Linked DNA regions of Mus musculus: region 1 is linked to region 2. Evidence: chromatin contacts called from public Hi-C data. All regions are on one chromosome and are shown on one strand. Each heading gives the region's core, a stretch centred on a gene start, on an enhancer-like site or on the middle of the called end of the contact. The rest is flanking DNA. Distances are from core to core; before and after follow the strand shown. Region 1 overlaps Pds5b (PDS5 cohesin associated factor B). Region 2 holds the start of Pds5b (PDS5 cohesin associated factor B).

Region 1 (2,700 bases), core at 133-2,632, 40 kb after region 2:
CCCCTGAGTAATCTTGTAATCTGCACTGCACTGCAAACCACCCCCCCCCCCCCTTGCATTTTTTAATTGGATATTTTCTTTTTTTTTTTTTTTTTTTTGGTTTTTCGAGACAGGATTTCTCTGTATAGCCCTGATGTCCTGGAACTCACTTTGTAGACCAGGCTGGCCTCGAACTCAGAAATCCGCCTGCCTCTGCCTCCCAAGTGCTGGGATTAAAGGCGTGCGCCACCACGTCCGGTTGGATATTTTCTTTATTTACATTTCAAATGTTATCCCCTTTTCTGCTTTATCCTCCAAAAAATCCCCTCCCTCTCCCCCTCCCCCTTCCCTTCTCACCAACTCACCCACTCCTACTCCCTGGCCCTGGCATTCCCCTACACTGGGGCATAGAGCCTTCATAGACCCAAGGGCCTCTCCTCCCATTGATGTCCAACTACACCATCCTCTGCTACATATGCAGCTGGAGCCCTGAGTTCCACCATGTGTACTCTTTGGTTGGTGGTTTAGTCTGTGGGAGTTCTTGGGGTACTGGTTAGTTCTTATTATTGTTCCTCCTATGGGAACATAATAATGCATCACGACCCCAGCCTTTAATGACAAATTCTGAACCTGCATTGCAGATTTGATATTTCTCAAAATAGTTGTCATTCATTCAGCAAGTACTTACTGAGTACCTAGTACTAATAATACTCATCACGCAGTAGCATAAAACTATGCCTGTCCAGGTCTTAAGGAGTTTATGATCTAGTAGAGATAGAAGTATAGTGAGTACAATAATGATAAATGCCATTTAAATAGACTTAGAATGTACCTAGGTGTTGGGGAAGGACCCCTCTGGTAGGTGGAAGTCAGGAAGAGTAAACATGCACACTTAATGACTTTCAGGTTCATGGCAAGTACGTCCCACTCTGAGGGATAGCCTGTGTGTATTCACCATATTTTGAACTGCCAACTCAGAAACCTGCCCCGTTGTTGGCTCTTACTTTTTCTTTTTAGCTTCCTTTTCTTTCAGCTACATTTTGTGTGCATCACCCCTGCCTTCAGTGACAAAGACTGAACCTTGCCAGTCTTTTCTCACATTGTTTATACCACTGCCCTTCATCTTCATACCTTTATGGAACTGCTGTCCTTTTAAACCTCCTTCCCAGGCTTCCTGTTTGCTGTTCCTATTACTATGGTTTCAGGATCTACTGTGGCTTAGTTGTTATGTGTTTCTCTTGGTAGACTCTTGAGGTCCAATTTATTCATCTCCCCTATAGTTACTGCTGAGAACTGTGCTGTCTACACTTGGACAGCTTATCCATGCTGACTCTTATGGTGCAGACTATGTGCAGTTGTGAAGTCTGCTTCATTGAGGAATGCTTTGTGAGAGAGACTTGTTCAAGGCTTTGATGAATATGGTGTTTGTTTAAAGAAGCACACCCATGAACTTGGATCTTGGCAGACAGTGCTTACTCTCTCATCAGATTCTTTTACATTTGGCTTTGATATCTGGATTACTAGTCTACCCAGCATTCATCTAATGTTTGTGTGAAATATGGCAACAGCAGTACTTCTTGCTCTGTCCTTACTGACTTGTGCTGTCTTGTTCTGTCACTGTTTTTATGTCAGGTTCATGCTTATGAGTCTGTTCTTAGACCATCTTATGGTCCACGGATTGTTTCCCCTCATAAGTACCATGGTCTTTAAATTACTTTGGCTAGGTTTTAGTATTTGCTAGAACCAAGTCCATTCATTGTTTTTAATTCCTTTAATGTCTTGTTATTTGGGGATATATGTGTGTTTGTGCACACACACACACACACACACACATTTTTCAAATTCCTTTTTTTTTTGGCCTCTGCCTCTTTTTTCTCTCTCTCTGTGATGGTTTGTATTTGCTCAGTCCAGGGAGTGGCACTATTAGAAGGTGTGGCCCTGTTGGAGTGGGTGTGCCATTGTGGGTGTGGGCTATAAGACCCTCACTCTAGCTGCCTGGAAGTCAGTCTTTCACTAGCAGCCTTCAGATGAAGATGTAGAACCCTCAGCTCCTCCTATACCATGCCTGCCTGGATGTTTCTATGTTAGGTGTTTTAAAGATATTTTCTGACTTGACCTCTGTTTTAACATTGTAGAGCTTTCTCTGTATGGTTTAGAATTTTTATATAAGCATGTACTCTGGGATTTTGTGTTTGATATACTTCAGTTAACTCCAGTGCTAATCTACATTATTGTTTGAAACAGTGGTTGAGATTGACTCCATAGCTGTATTAATATACATACCAGTTTACTTATCTATGGTTGATAGATACTTCTGTTTGTTGTGAATGCTTGAGTATATGTCTTATACTAGTCATGTGTGCTTGTTTCTCTTGAGCACATACAATGAAGTGGACCCTGTAACCCTATACATGCACATGCAAACACACACACTCGTGCACACACAGACGTTAAATACATAATATATATCAAGCGATATTTAGATTATATGCTTTCTTTTGCTTGGTTTTCCAAGAAATATTTTTCTAATATTTTACTTATAAAACCCTCTTCTACATTTTAAAACCTCACACAAACTGAGTTTGACTATTTAGCACTGGCTGGCCTAAAATTCACAAGAGATCTCTCCTGCTTCTGCTTCCTTTATATTCTTCACTTGATCACATATATTCTTTTTTTTTTTTTTAAGATTTATTTACTTATTATTTATTTATTATATGT
Region 2 (2,700 bases), core at 172-2,671:
GGGGGTGAAGAGAAACCTCCATCTTAGCCCGCCCAGCCCACAGCTGCAGCAGTGAGGGCAGAAGTGGCAAGGGCGCACAAACCTCATTTTCTGGATGGCATCTTTGTGGCCTTCCAATCGCTTCCTCACCCCGTTAAGGGGGGTTCTTGAGCAGTGGGATGAACACTGGATCCCTAGGTCCACCAACCGGTGAGGAGCCATGTAGACATTAATAATCTTTCATTTACACAGCACATAATCTGTGCTGCACCACAGGGTTTAAAACATCGCACAAGAGGTGGAATACACCTTTAATTCTAGCACTTGGGAGGCAGAGGCATAGAGGCAGAGGCAGGTGGGTCTCTGTGAGCTCCAGACCCAGACAGAGCTACATAGTGAGACCCTATCTAACAAAACAAGACAAAACAACAAAAAAAGCCAGGAGTGGTGGCACATACCTTTAGTCCCAGCATTGGGAAGGCAGTGGCTGGAGGATGGAGCCTAGCCTGGGTTATATAGTGATTTCTAGGCCAGTCAGGGCTGCATAGTGAGAGCGTATTCTCAAATAAAATAATACACATTTATTTTTTATTTTATGTGTATGAGTACACTATAGCTATACAGATGGCTGTGAGCCTTCATGTGGTTGTTGGGGAATTGAACTTAGGACCTCTACTCACTCCAGTTGGCACCCTCTCGCTCCAGAAGATGGTGGGTGTCAGATCTCATTATGGGTGGTTGTGATCCACCATGTGGTTGCTGGGGTTTGAACTCAGGACCTTCGGAAGAGCAATCGGTGCTCTAACCCGTTGAACCATCTCGCCGTCCCCCTCCTTTTTTTTTTTTTAGAAATTAAAAAAAAAAAAAAAGGCCGGGCGTAGGGAAAATGCCAGTACTAAGGAGGCAGAAGCAGAGGCAGGCAGATCTCTGAACTCGAGGGCAGCCTGGTCTACATGGTAAGATCATGTGTAGCCTGGTGTACACAGTGAGCTCCACAGGCCAGCTAGGGCGGCAAAGGAAAGAAAAAGGAAAGAAAAAAAAAAAAGCCTCATCCAAAAAAGGAAAGAAAAAAAAAAGCCAAAGCCAGCGGAGTTCAGCTATCTACAGATTTCCCGCCAAAGCCTGGGAGGCTGAGTCCAAGCTGAGAGAACGCACTGACAGCTGCCCATCACTCTGCTGCCAAGGAGACAGAGGAGGCCGCGCCAGCAGGGCGGAGCCTGCGCGTGCGCGCCCCCGGGTGTGTGGGGCGGAGCCCGGAGCGCGGGCTGAGGAGCGCGTGCGCACGCGCCTGAGCGAGAAGCCGTGCGGCCGGTAGGGGGCGCTGAGAACCCACGCGGCGCTCTGCCTGCCCCCCAGGCGCTGTCCGCCGCGGTTCGATTGGAGCAGCCGCGGAGCTGCTCTTGGCGCCATTTTGAAGCGGAGAGGCGGAGGAACGGCCTGGACTGGCTGCGGAAGGGGAGGGGGGGCGGGAGGAGGCGATTGGATGCGGCGGCGGCGGCGGCGGCGGCGAGGGCGGCGGATCCCCGAGATCGGAGGAGCGCGAGGAGTGTAGGAGCCGGGCGACCGGAGGTAGGAGCGACTCGGGTAACGGAAAGGGAGCGCCTCTTCATCGCCTCAGCGCCCCACGCTCCATTTTTCTAGCGGGGCGTGCGCGCGTGGAGCCGTCGCCCGCTGAGCCTCGCGTGTCCCGGTGTCCCAGCGGGGCTGCGGTGGGGCCGGGGGCGGGGAGGCCGCGGGCCGCGGCTGGCGCCGGCCCGGAGTGACCTTTGCGGGGGCCGCGGCCGCGCCCCTCCCCCTCCCCTCTCCTCCCCCTGGAGAGAAGCCCCCCGCGCCGCTTCCCCCTTCCGGCTGCCTGCGGGCCCGGCGCGAGGGGAGGCGCGCCGCACTGCTCGGGAGTCGGGGAAGAGCCGGGAGCCGGCCGAGAGAGCGAGAGCGAGAGAGAGAGAGAGAGAGAAAGAGGAGAGAGTCAGAGAGAGTCAGAGAGAGAGAGAGAGAGAGAGAGAGAGAGTCCTCGGGCGACCGCGGGTGCAGCCCCACGGCGGTACGGACAGTGTGCGGTGCGGGCTCGCCCGCCCGCCTCTGCACCGTTATTCCACTGACACTCTAAAAGTTTGCGGTCCGGGAGAAGCCCTGGCGGCGGCGGCGTTGGTGTTGGCGGCGTTGGCGGCGGCTGTGGCTGTGGGTCTGCTTTTTGTTTTGTTTCGGTTTTTGCTCTGTACGTTGAAGAGCAAATGTGATGTTTGCACATAGGAGCAGGCATGTAGCATGCAGCCGACAGGTGTTTGCAGGGTCGACGGAACCCCGAAATTCAGCACCTGCTCTTCAGCGCTGCATGCTATTCCAGTACGAACTCCCGAGGGGTTTGAAAGAAGAGTGATTCGTTCGCTCCATCCTCAGGAACCCTACCAAGATTTAAAAGCCCCCCCCCCCCCCCATATTTTTGATTTCAAAGAATGCTCCTTTGATACTAGAGTTAGGAACTGATGGGTGGCTGTAATCGCTCCAAGGAGCGGTCTCTCTGTTGAATACTTGTTGAAGCTTTGGAAGTATTGTTTCATTTTTGAAGGTTGGTCTGAGGTCCTGAGAGAGTTGGGGAGGCCTGTGGACTTCAACGAAATAACCTTTTAAAAGCCAGGTGTATGTAGTGTAGGAGGTGGGCTGTAGCTAACTTATGATGACTGAAGTGGAGAAGGGCAATTTAAGCATTGTTCTCAGCACATG

What was found. A called contact is a pair of places that touch in the nucleus more often than the background predicts.
Region 1: a contact with region 2 is called in a Hi-C map of pancreatic cancer cells, with 2.1 times the contacts expected there. The contact joins the enhancer-like site here to the promoter of Pds5b in region 2. A contact is called at or near these places in 11 of 39 promoter capture datasets (the C10 cell line, the HPC-7 cell line, the SN4741 cell line and 6 more), 5 of 15 datasets of contacts at CTCF or cohesin (CD8 T cells, the G1E-ER4 cell line, the NIH/3T3 cell line and 2 more), 69 of 484 Hi-C or Micro-C datasets (the 63-12 cell line, the AML12 cell line, B cells and 47 more), 15 of 115 datasets of contacts at active chromatin or transcription factors (the 230-238 cell line, CD8 T cells, Th17 cells and 10 more) and 3 of 9 other capture datasets (adipose tissue, liver and pancreatic islet).

What each region holds. Positions count from the first base shown.
Region 1 is chr5:150,712,224-150,714,923 of GRCm38.p6, forward strand. The region is part of intron 1 of Pds5b (PDS5 cohesin associated factor B); the gene reads left to right. Among named protein-coding and RNA genes, the nearest start is that of Pds5b, 40 kb to the left of the region's middle. Within about 2 kb of position 1,383, at least 10 of the 459 cell types and tissues checked have an H3K27ac peak or open chromatin away from gene starts, as enhancers often do. A contact at or near this core is called in pancreatic cancer cells, where this site is marked.
Region 2 is chr5:150,672,406-150,675,105 of GRCm38.p6, forward strand. It overlaps Pds5b (PDS5 cohesin associated factor B), which reads left to right and starts at 1,422. Exons shown (of 35, transcript NM_175310.6): 1 at 1,422-1,548. Gm40353 reads left to right here. Exons shown (of 6, transcript XM_017321266.1): 2 at 1,336-1,563; 3 at 1,621-2,157.